Linked DNA regions of Mus musculus: region 2 is linked to region 1. The links are chromatin contacts, called in public HiChIP or PLAC-seq maps. All regions are on one chromosome and are shown on one strand. Each heading gives the region's core, a stretch centred on a gene start, on an enhancer-like site or on the middle of the called end of the contact. The rest is flanking DNA. Distances are from core to core; before and after follow the strand shown. Region 1 overlaps Rab20 (RAB20, member RAS oncogene family). Region 2 holds the start of F10 (coagulation factor X).

The links. HiChIP or PLAC-seq counts read pairs in DNA pulled down with a chosen protein or histone mark.
Region 2: a contact with region 1 is called in an H3K27ac HiChIP or PLAC-seq map of bone marrow-derived dendritic cells, with 8 times the contacts expected there. The contact joins the promoter of F10 here to the enhancer-like site in region 1. A contact is called at or near these places in 3 of 39 promoter capture datasets (liver and stem cell-derived epiblast-like cells) and 1 of 115 datasets of contacts at active chromatin or transcription factors (bone marrow-derived dendritic cells).

The regions. Positions count from the first base shown.
Region 1 is chr8:11,462,375-11,467,873 of GRCm38.p6, forward strand. All of the region lies in intron 1 of Rab20 (RAB20, member RAS oncogene family), which reads right to left. Among named protein-coding and RNA genes, the nearest start is that of E230013L22Rik, 13 kb to the right of the region's middle. Within about 2 kb of position 1,552, at least 174 of the 459 cell types and tissues checked have an H3K27ac peak or open chromatin away from gene starts, as enhancers often do. A contact at or near this core is called in bone marrow-derived dendritic cells and liver, where this site is marked.
Region 2 is chr8:13,035,457-13,041,182 of GRCm38.p6, forward strand. F10 (coagulation factor X) reads left to right here and starts at 1,852. Exons shown (of 9, transcript NM_007972.4): 1 at 1,852-2,091; 2 at 2,359-2,451; 3 at 4,037-4,197. The coding sequence starts at 2,382. F7 (coagulation factor VII) reads left to right here. Exons shown (of 8, transcript NM_010172.4): 8 at 1-349.

The sequences.
Region 1 (5,499 bases), core at 302-2,801:
CTTTCCAGCCTAGCCTCAAACTTCCCCCACTATCCCTTTGTAGCCTAACCCTCCCTCCACTCCTCCCCACCCCTGTCCCATTGCCCTTTACAGCCTAACCCTCCACTTCCCCAGCAGGACCTAATGCTCTCCACCGTCTCTCCGTCCCCTCCATCTCCAGGCTCCTCTGACCATTTCAGCCTCCATAATTAACACTTGCTCATTCCTTCCTGCACGCTGTGGTTAAACATGGGAAGCAATGAATGGTTTTTAAATGGTTCCTATTATTTTTAATCACTGGATGGCCAGCACCATCCAACAACAACAACAAAGCTACCCCAACCCCATACAATAGTTGCTGACTGCCACACTTAAGTTTAAAAGGGTAGAGCTGGGGATGATGGCTCAGCCAGCAAAGTGCTTACTGTACAAACATGAGGCCTGAGTCCCATCCCAGAGCTCAGGTATAAAGCCAGGGTGTGCTGGCGAAGACAGGAGGATGTTGGCAGCAGCCTAGCCAACTCAGCAAGTCCCAAGTCAGTGAAGAGTCCCTGTCTCAAAAACAAGGTGAACGACATCTTGGGGAATGGCAAGATGTCGTTGACCTCTGGCATCTATATACATATGCAGTGCACATACATGCATGTGCACACATACGAACACACACAAAACACATTTTTTGACACAGGGTTTCTCTGTGTAGCCCTGGCTGTCCTGGAACTCACTCTGTAGACCAGACTGGCCTTGAACTCAGAAATCTGCCTGCTTCTGCCTCCCAAGGGCTGGGATTAAAGGCTTGTGCCACCACTGCCCAGCTGACCCACATAATTTTTTATCTTTACTTCAATATACAGTCCACAGAAAGCTATTGTGCCACCACTTCTAAACCAGAGTGTATTTTACTCCGTGTGACACCACCACTGTTCAGTTCACACGTGACCATGGCTGTGTTTAGGCAGAGAAGATGGACTTAAATTCTCTGAGGCAGAGGCCAAATGCACCTGTGTGCCCAGTTCCCAGAACCAGGGTGTGCTCCAGCCTCACAGGAAGGAGGCTAGGAAGGAGAAAATGGCACCAGCATCTTCAGTCCTCCCAACCCTCAGTCAGGTGCCAATCAAGCCTGTATCTTTTCCCCTTTCCTCATCACAAGCCAGGCCACAGATGCCAGCAATCCCAGTCCCCTGGAATCTGTCTTGCCTGTCCCAGCCTCACAGTCCTTCTTTCCACTTGTCATGGGCAACTAAGACTCTACGGATAGCCAGGAAACCCTGCCCCATGCCCTGTTCTCAGCCCCAGATGGCAAGTGGCACCTAAGACAGTACACCTTCTCAGAAGCCTTACACAGAATCCTGGCTTTCACTTCCACCTTGAAAGGTGAGCAGAAGGTCAAACCACCACCACTCATGTCCAAAAATAGATAAATTTACACTACGGTCACTAATGTAGCTTCAACTATGCTCCTAAAAGATAACTCAAGTTCTCATTTCCACCCTGTGTCTGTGACCTTCTCTGGGGGAGATGATTAGCTAAGCTCACCACATCACACTGGACAGTGCCCAGTGCTCAGCAGGCTGTGAGTCATGGCTCTGCAAGAAGAGGAGGGTCAGACACATAGAGGAATAGTGAGGCCTCGGGGACAGGACCGTGAAGATCCCCCAGAGGAGGGAGACATTTGGTTTTTGCTCTGTGGTGAAGCCAGCCACCAGCACCTGGACTTCAGACATCCAACTCCAGAATTTCAAGAGAATCAGTTTCTATTGTGGTAAGCCACAGACAGTGTGAAACTCCCTAAAGCAGCCCTGGGCTACTCGGGCCTAGACTGGAGGCCGCCACCTTTCACCCTCATCAGGAAGTCAGAAACCATGAACCCATCGACAATCATACTTCCTTTTCCTCCGTGCACAGGGGTGAGACGGGCAAGGGGTGTTCCTTCCATCCAGGCCAGCCATCCCTTGTCCCACCTTCAAAACCAAGACAAGCCAATCACAAACTTCAGTGAAGGAAGAGAAATTGGTAAGAATGGAACACATGACACTGGACTTGCGTCACAAAAACCCGAATGCTACTCCTGAACCAGCTCAGCAAAGCCACTCACTTCCTGAGCACAGGACTTAACCAAGTACAGAGATTCCCAGAGACATCAGCATGTGACTTTGTTTCTCAACCTTAAACCGGATCCAAACTAGAAAGAACGACCTTTGCCCTCCCTTCTGACTTCTTGAGAAATAAAGAGCCAAGCCTGGTTTCTTTATCACTCCGGACAAACACAAGGATGAAGAGGTGTAACCCTGAACAGCTGTGCAAGAGACTAAGGACCTACAGGTCAAAACTAGCCTCCAGCTGCATGGTAGGGACAGAAGCTGCCCTGAGGCCTGTGAGGATGCAGCTGGCCCGTACTGAACTGAACAGTAAGCGCCAAGGTGGCCACCATAGGACCTAGGGCATTAAAGCCAGTGAAACAGAGCTGGGCTATGATCACAGGAGCCATGGCCACATAGGCAGTAGGGAAGGTTACAGTCAGAGTTCAGGTCCCTGATCCTCATACCATGTACACTGTCAACCTCGGGTCCTAATCTGAAATGTTGAGGAAACAGATGTCAGGAAAAGAAGGCTGGTGGCCTCAGAAGTGGCTCTGTCAGTGAAGTGCTTGCTCACAAGCAGTAAGACCTGAGTTTGGATGACCTAAAACCCAGATGATAAAGCGATGTATGGCAATGTGCTCCTGTGACCCTGGCACTGAGAACAAAGATAGGCTGATCCCTGGGGCCAGTCTGTCTAGCTAAACTTATGAGCCTCAGGTTCAGTGAGAGACCCTGCCTCAAAGTCTAAAGAAGGTGATAGCTGGGGAAGACACCCCACGTCATCCTCACACAACCATACAGCACATGCAAGAGAGAGAGAGAGAGAGTGTGTGTGTGTGTGTGTGTGTGTGTGTGTGTGTGAGATAAAAGAAGAGAAGGTTGGTCTGTCACAATCTCAGGAAATAACGGATCAGGCAAATCCACAAAGCCAGAGAAGCTTAAAGAATGAAAAGCATGGGACTGGAGAGACAGCTCAGTGGTTAAGAGCATCCTCTGCTCTCCCAGAGGTCCTGAGTTCATTTCCCAACAACCACATGGTGACTCACAGCCATCTGTAATGATATCTGATGCCCTCTTCTGGTGTGTCTGAAGACCGTGACAGTGTACTCATATATATAAAGTAAACAAATCTTTGAGAAAATAAAATTGTGGACTCCTCCACTAGCTGTAGCTTCCTCACGGGTGACAGGGACAGAAGTGAACAAGACAAGAAGCAAGGCATGACGCTGTATACACTAGAGATGAAATGTGAATCCGACTCACGAGGACTGAGTTTACCACGCTGTGGGAACAGCTAAGCTGAATCAGAGATGTCCTGCCATGGTCACCCAAAGCCAGCATGTGAAGAGATGAAGTCTCTTCTAAACATCCTGACTACAGAAGGCAGGGTGTACACCCAGAAGCAGGTTGTGTGTCACAGTGAAACAAATTAGCCTATTGTCAGGAAGCTCATCTGTGTCACCTGAACCATGTGTGTTCAAGCAAGAATTTACTGAGGGAAACCCAGTAACACCAAATAATGCAAAGACAAGAGAGGTTCTTTGACACCCAGGAAAAATACACTTATATAACAGGTTGAGCTGGGAGACAAAAGCCCTCACAGGGCCGCCCTCCAGATCCCCTTTTCCTTCAATAGGCACCGTGTGGCCTGCTGGCCACTGATTCTCAGAGGAGATTAACAAATAAAAAGCCAATCTCTTGCGAAGCCTGCTCATTAAAGCAGGAAGCTAAAGTCAGCTTCAAACAAGTTTTAACTTGCTTCAAAGCCAAGACTGGACCACAAGAATGAACCACATTAAGAAGAGTCTAGAAGGGACTCTTGAAATGCATTATTCAGAAGAGCCTCTATATAGGGGCACATCACTCTGCAGACATCCCAGGACGCTAAGGTCTTTGAGACTGGGAGAACTCCCTTCTGCAACTTACAAAGCCCTGTGAGAAGCATACAAGCATTTCCCCACCAGTACTGTCCCTGGGGCACCGATTCAGCCGTTTCTTGGGAAAGAGAACTTGACAGAGGTTTGGGCATTCAGTCACTTGTCATTTAAGCTGCGGGAGGGCTGTGCTCTAGCAAGACCACTGCAAAGCACATTCACTAAGTATTTGAGCAGTTTACAAGAACTGATTATCATATTAAAATATAACATTAGGATATGTACTGGACGGTTTTGTGTTTCAACTTGACACAGGCTGGAGTTATATCAGAGAAAGGAGCTTCAGTTGGGGAAATGCCTCCATGAGATCCAGCTGTAAGGCTCTCATGATCAATTAGTGATCAAGGGTGGGAGGGCCCCTTGTGGGTGGTACCATCTCTGGGCTGGTAGTCTTGGGTTGAATAAGAAAGCAAGCTGAGGGGCTGGCGAGATGGCTCAGCGGTTAAGAGCACTGACTGTTCTTCCGAAGGTCTTGAGTTCAAATCCCAGCAACCACATGGTGGCTCACAACCACCCGTAATGAGATCTGATGCCCTCTTCTGGTGTGTCTGAAGACAGCTACAGTGTAATTAGATATAATAATAAATAAATCTTTAAAAAAAAGAAAAAAAGAAAGAAAGCTGAGCAAGCCAGTAAGTAACATCCCTCCATGGCCTCTGCATCAGCTCCTGCTTCTTGACCTGCTTGAGTTCCAGTCCTGACTTCCTTTGGTGGTGAACAGCAGTGTGGAAGTATAAGCAGAATAAACCCTTTCCTCCCCAACTTGCTTCTTGGTCATGATGTTCGTGCAGGAATAGAAACCTGACTAAGACAGGATGTATGCAGAAATAAAACTTTAAACACATAGAACTGTCAGATTCATTGTGATAGAGGGTAGGCTGTGCATGCCAGGGGCTGGAGAGAGGATCAGGAGCCAGCAAGGAGTAGTATAATTTCAGAAGACTGAAATTTTCCAGAGGGCAAGGCATGTGAAGGGTGGAGCTCAGTAGACAGTGCCTCGCTCCGGAGCCAGCTCAAGGCCCTGGATTCACCCCCAGCTTCAGGGGGAGAATCTGGAGCTAGTGAAGACTGTGAAATGGCACAAGTGGATCTGCACACACCCCACAGATTAAAATGGGAAATTTGGGAATGTTCTTATGCCACAATCTTCAAACTCTGTAACAGATGGAAAACCAACAGCTACCAACCCCAGGAAAATTGGATGGTGTGGTGGTTTGAAAACACTTGGCCCATGGAAAGTGGCACTATTAGGAGGTGTGGCCTTGTTGGAATGGGTGTGGCCTTGTTGGAGGAAGGGTGTCACTGCATGGGCAGGCTGAGATTTCCTAGTGCTCAAGCTCCACCCAGTTCAGAAGAGGAGAGCTTCCTCCTGGCTGCCTTCAGATCAAGATGTAGAACCCTCAGCTCCTTCTTCAGCACCCTGTCTATCTAGATGCTGCCCTGCTTCCCATCATGACGATGAGGATGGACTGAAACCCTGAAACTATAAGCCAGCCTCAATTAAA
Region 2 (5,726 bases), core at 602-3,101, 1.6 Mb after region 1:
GAGGCTGGGAAAGGGGAAACAGAAAGCAGGGCCGGGGGAAGAGTCTAAGTTAGAGACTCACAAAGAAACTCAAGAGGGGCTGGGCAGTGCAGTCACAGTCAGGCAGCTGAGGGGCAGGGTGTCCCTGAGGGAGGCGAGGCTCAGGCCTTGCTCCCGTCTCCCCGTAGCTGCCTCCTGTCTGCATGCATTCGGTCTGCAGTACTACACAGTAGGTATGCACATGAGCACGTAGGACACGTGAATGTGCCGCATGCATGTGCGTGCCTGTGTGTCCATCATTGGCACTGTTGCTCACTTGTGCTTCCTGTGAGCACCCTGTCTTGGTTTCAATTAAATGAGAAACATGGTCTCCACGTGTAGGGTCATGCTTCCGGGTTGCCTAAGGGAGTGTTTCTGAAGTACAGTGTGCACCCCTGCCATGGACTGTTTCCCCCTGGCAGGGACCGGCTGATTTCAGCACACCTTGGGGATACCTGCTGTTACCCTGGGTTGTCCTTAAGTCCCTGAGTGGAGCCTCTGATGTCAAGTCACATACACATCGGCGGGGCTGCTCTTCCTGGGAAAAGGAAGGGGAAGGTGGACTAGAGTCAAAGAGTAAGCTGAGAGGGCTTGATCAAGTGCGTCATGGCCTTAGTTTCCCCAATCACTAGTAGGTAGGCAGGCATCCATCTCACAGAGCCAATCTGAGTTGCCACCAAGGGCCCTTGGGAGGCCTTACTGAGAATCTAGCTCCCTGAAGACTGACGTGCTCAGTATGGGTTGTGCTTATTCTCCAGTCAGCATGTCCTTTCTGGGGGTGGGGCCATAGAGAGGGGAGGCGACAAAGGGAGGACCCCCTCAAGCCAGCTTTAGTGTTTGTCCCTAGTCCCAGACCACAGGTCTGCTGTGAGTACCTCACAGACTCAGTGTAGGCTCAGTGACACAGTACACGGGCATCATCAGGCAGGGCAGCGATCAGGCACCAGACTCCTGCCAACAGCCACCAGAGCACCGCGCACATTTCCCAAGTTCTGTTATGTCTGCCACAGCCTAGGAAATGACAGTGACTTCCCTCCTGGTGAGATGCCAGCATCAGCCTCAACATCTGATGTCACGGGTGTGTGTGTTTGTCAGGTACCCACAGCACGCCAAGGCCCTCTCAGCACTGGTAACAGTGATAAGCCAAGTGTCATCACCGTACTCTCTGGCTACGTGCATGCAGCCACAGTCATGAGCCATTGCCTAACCAAACTCCAGTACAGTGAGCATGAGAAGCCTATTGCTGCTCACTAATTAGCAGGCATGGTGCGCATGCTCCGCAGACTCAAAAATAGCTCTGCCAGATGAAGCTTTGAAGGAGGAAGGGCTCAGCATGTAGAAGGTGGAGTCAGGGTGAGCACTGCCTCCTCACAGGCCAAAGTTAGGGAGTTTTGTTGTTGTTGCTGCTGGGACTGCTCCTGCAGTTCTCTAGGGACACCGGAGCATGGGCCTGTAGCCCCAATTACATGTACACACACACTCTCAGAAGAGTCAAATGGCCACAGCATGTGAGAGGAGCTGTTTCCACATCTATAGCTCTCAGATGGCTTACCCTTCCCTGGCCTCCTCTTTCAGGACCAAGGGAAATGGCTACTCCCCTGCAGAACCGACCCAAGGTATGAGCCACATGCTCTGCAGAAGTGCCATCGGCCATCAAGCACCAAGACTCCACTCACACAGTCTCCACCCTCCAGGCCTGCGGGAAGGCTGGGAGTGGCAGGCCTGGTGGGCAGAACACACCCCCAACCCTGATGATTGCCACATGGCCCTGTGGACTTCCCTGGATGTCACGTATGAGAGAAGTGACCTTGTGTCAAGACACCAACAGTTCAGGGTTCCTGTTCCCCAATAGCTCAGCCTGTTTCCGTGACTACAATATATAGCCATTGTCCAAGAGACACATAAACCTCACACCTACACCTCTGCCCGCCCGGAGTCAGCAGGGCCCAGCCAGAAGATTGAGGGCTTGGATTCAAATCCCACATCTGACCTGACACCCATGCTTTGCCTCATGCCTGTTTCAACTTCTGTTCCTTAAAACAAGGAGGGGGGACTGACCCCTCTACCAGCTGGGTAAGTGCCAGCAGGGCTGGGGTGAGCATTGGAGAACCAGGCAACCCCCCATCAAATGCTATTGTTGCTCTCTGCAGGAAGCAGGCCCTGCCTGGCAGTTCTGGATAAGGGTAGCCTCCCCTAGAAAGGCTGGGGCTGGTCACCACAGTCCCCAGTCCCCTGACCTCATTGCTGGCCCAGGGCTCCAATCAGAAGGCTGAGATAAGCAGAAGGCCCATGGCCACCTGGGGCCCAGGGTGAGTGAACCTTGCCCCATGCCTGTCACAGCCACTGCCGTCCTTGACCACACCATGGGGAGCCCGGTGCAACTCAGCCTGCTCTGTGTTGTCCTGGCCAGCCTCCTGCTCCCTGGGAAAGGTGGTAAGTACTCCAGTCCTTCACGGTGAAGAGCGGCCCGGGGAGAGGGGGTGAGAGTGGGTGGGAGGGTGGGAGGGTGAAATGCTTGGTTCGCTGACCAGCGACAGGCTGGCTTCTAAAGGTATACATAGAGCCAGCTGCGAGTACCCATGCAGAGCACATGGAGATTTGAATGAAAGGAAACGGAGAAAGGAGAGGAAGGGAATGGAGACAAAGTGAGAGAGAAACCATGATAAGGAGAGAGGGGAGGGCAGAGAAAATGACACCAAGACAAAGCCACCCCAGACATAGAAGACACAGGAGCCAAGGCCCTGAGCTTGGGGAGCTCGGCTGGACCAGAGACTGCACAAGGCAAAGCTGTACAGGCAGTGAGCAGCTCCCAGGCCTGTTCCCCCCTCCCCAAAAAGGCTTATTTTAGCTAGCCCAGAGCAGGCTCTGCTCGTGCAGAGCTGGCCTTGCTCCAGTACAAGGAGAAGCCTCAGCAACACTGGGCACCTCGCATGTACTGGGGCCTTAATGAGGAAAACATCTCTGGGAAACCTGCTACCACTCAGTCGATGGGTCGATGTCAGTAAGCCACTGGCAAGGTCAGCCCCACAGAGACAGCCACATGTTTGAGGGCAGCAACATGTGGGAACTGGACAAAGGCCTCCAGTAACAAAGCACACAGCCGACAGTGAGCAGCAGGACCCTCCCACCCCTCGAGTCAGGACAGTTGGAGTCCTTGCTGGGTTCCGTGGACAGTGTTCACCATGTTATAACACTTTAGTTCTGGGCTGCCAAACTTGATTTTATTCAAATCAGAACCTATGGCTGCTGGTGGCATGGTGGGTCTGTGTGACCATCTAAGGAGTGAGCATAGTGTCCTAGCTAAGCCATTCATGGAGACTGAGGTTAGTCCGAAGAGCGAGAGCTGGAAGCCCAGCCGGTCACCTTCTTTCCCTGGGTAGGGACCTTTAAGCACCTGCTCTTTCCAGGCCTAGGAACAGCCTTGGGCAGACAGGCCAAATGCCTTTGTAGAAGCACATTCTCACTGAGGCAAAAGAAGATGACCAGGAGATAAATGACATCAGAGAGTGGCTGGTACTGTGACCAGCGTCAAGACAGGGGGAAGGGAGGGGGCGTGAAGCTAGTGAGGATGCTGGCCCTCCTGAAGGGTCATGCAATAGAGTTATCCATGCGTGCAACTGGATAGGCACACCAGCCACTCTTGCGTCCCCTGGCATGGACAACTTAAGGGTTTATGATTTCAGAGGCCTTAGACTGTCATGGCAGAGAGGGTGTGACAGGATGGAGCCGCTCCTGCTGTGGCCACCAGGCAGCAGAGGAAAGGGAGGCCATCTGGGGGACTTCTCTTTCTCCTCAAGCTTCCAGGCTGTGTGGCAATGCTGCCCACACCACTCAGGGTGCAGCCTTCCCCTCAGTTAGTTCTCTCAGGAAACGCCCTCATGAACACACGCGGACATGTCTCAGTCTCCCAGGCTGACAATGGAGATTAAACATCACACTGTGGAAGAATATTCCAGGCAGGGGAAAAGGCCTGTGTGAAGACTGGGTGAGAGGGCCTTTCACCTTCCCTGTCTTCTAGTGTTTATTAACCGGGAACGTGCCAACAATGTCCTGGCGAGGACTCGGAGGGCAAACTCATTTTTTGAAGAGTTCAAGAAAGGAAATCTGGAAAGAGAGTGTATGGAAGAAATTTGTTCTTATGAAGAGGTCCGTGAAATCTTCGAGGACGACGAGAAGACGGTGAGTCGGGCCAGGTCCAGGCTGGGTCCTCTCAGTTACTTATTAGCTGAGGCTGGACCATCCCATCTTCTGGGCTGCTACAGGGTTCCAGGCTGGCCCAGAGTTGGACCTTTACCCACAAGGCTGGGAAGGATAGTCAGGGAAAGCAACCTAGAGGTGAGATGACCAGGCATAGCATCCTGGCTTTTGCCTGTGGGGCATTCATTTTCATCTCTTCAGCTCTCCTCCTGAGTAGGAAAACTGAGGGGAAGAGACATGGCACATCATAGAAGGGTAATGAGAACTCGCGAGTGTGGCCAAGTTAACCTGTGGGAGATGAATGCACACCATTGCCTTCACCCTCCCACTCCTGTGGGTAAAGAGCTCTGTGACTAGGAAGAGCATGCCAGCCACGCAGACACATGACAGGAGGCCCACGGCACCACCAATCACCACCCATGAGCAGCAGGGGTGAGCCTGCTCCTTTTCCCTAGGAGAGGACCTTCAGGTGCCCAGGAGAAATCTGAGCCTAAATAAACAAGAATGTGCTAAAGAGAACAGGGTCCCCTTCCCCCCCAAAACAAAAGGGGGCCAAGGGAGAGCTTAGGAAGGAACAGGCAGTTGTTGGACCCAAGTGGAAGCTGCAAGGCCCACTGGCACCATCGAAGGTCACTGAGTCAGGCCTGCACCACTTCATGGCCACACCACTGGCTCCACTTAGGAACTCAGTCACCTGTAGCCAGGATCGAGTGACCAAGACCACCAGGGGAGTTTAGGCTAGTGTGACCCCTGAGGGGTGCAATCAGAGCAGTTGCTTTCAGATAGCTGTGACTAAAGGCATTAAGTGTTTTAGCTTTCACTATCAAAGGGTTCTCTCGGTCTGTGATCTCTTCATTTCATGAGCTTAAGCAGGACACTATAGCAGCAGCCAGAGGGAGCATGCTCTCCTCAGGGCAGACAGGAAGCAAAAGGTGAAAACAGGAAAGCACTGAATCCAAGATCCTAAGGACAGTCCCCACCAGGTCAGCTAGACCCCTGGGTGTGCCCCAACTGAAGTTTGCAGAAGCTCCCAAAACGCCACCACCTGGGGACCAAGTGTTCAGTTATGACCCTCAGAAGGACAGTTCATATTCAAACCATAAGAGAGGCCAAGTTATGAGGCAAAGCTGGCTCTAGGAGTAGAAAAAAGGATTAATTTATGCTCGTCAAACAACCAACAGCCTTAGGAGACTTACTGAGTTCAGGACCCTGGAAACGTGGGAAGGACCAACGCCGTCCTCTGCACAGGCACCTCGGACTCCCGAAGCTCTCCATCCTCGCTTTACCTTCAAAGATGTTCAAGTCCAAGCCATTTGGACTTAATCACAAACAATTTCCTCAGGAAAGAGTCCCCCATGCTCCGTAAAATCATCCCCTGGCTCGTCCGAGACACCCACCCCCCTGCCTTGCATCACAGGACACAACAAATGTGAGGATTGTTCTGGAACCTTGCTGTAGCTAACGATGTTGACTACGCTTAAGAATATGAACACCGCTTCGAGGATTCATCC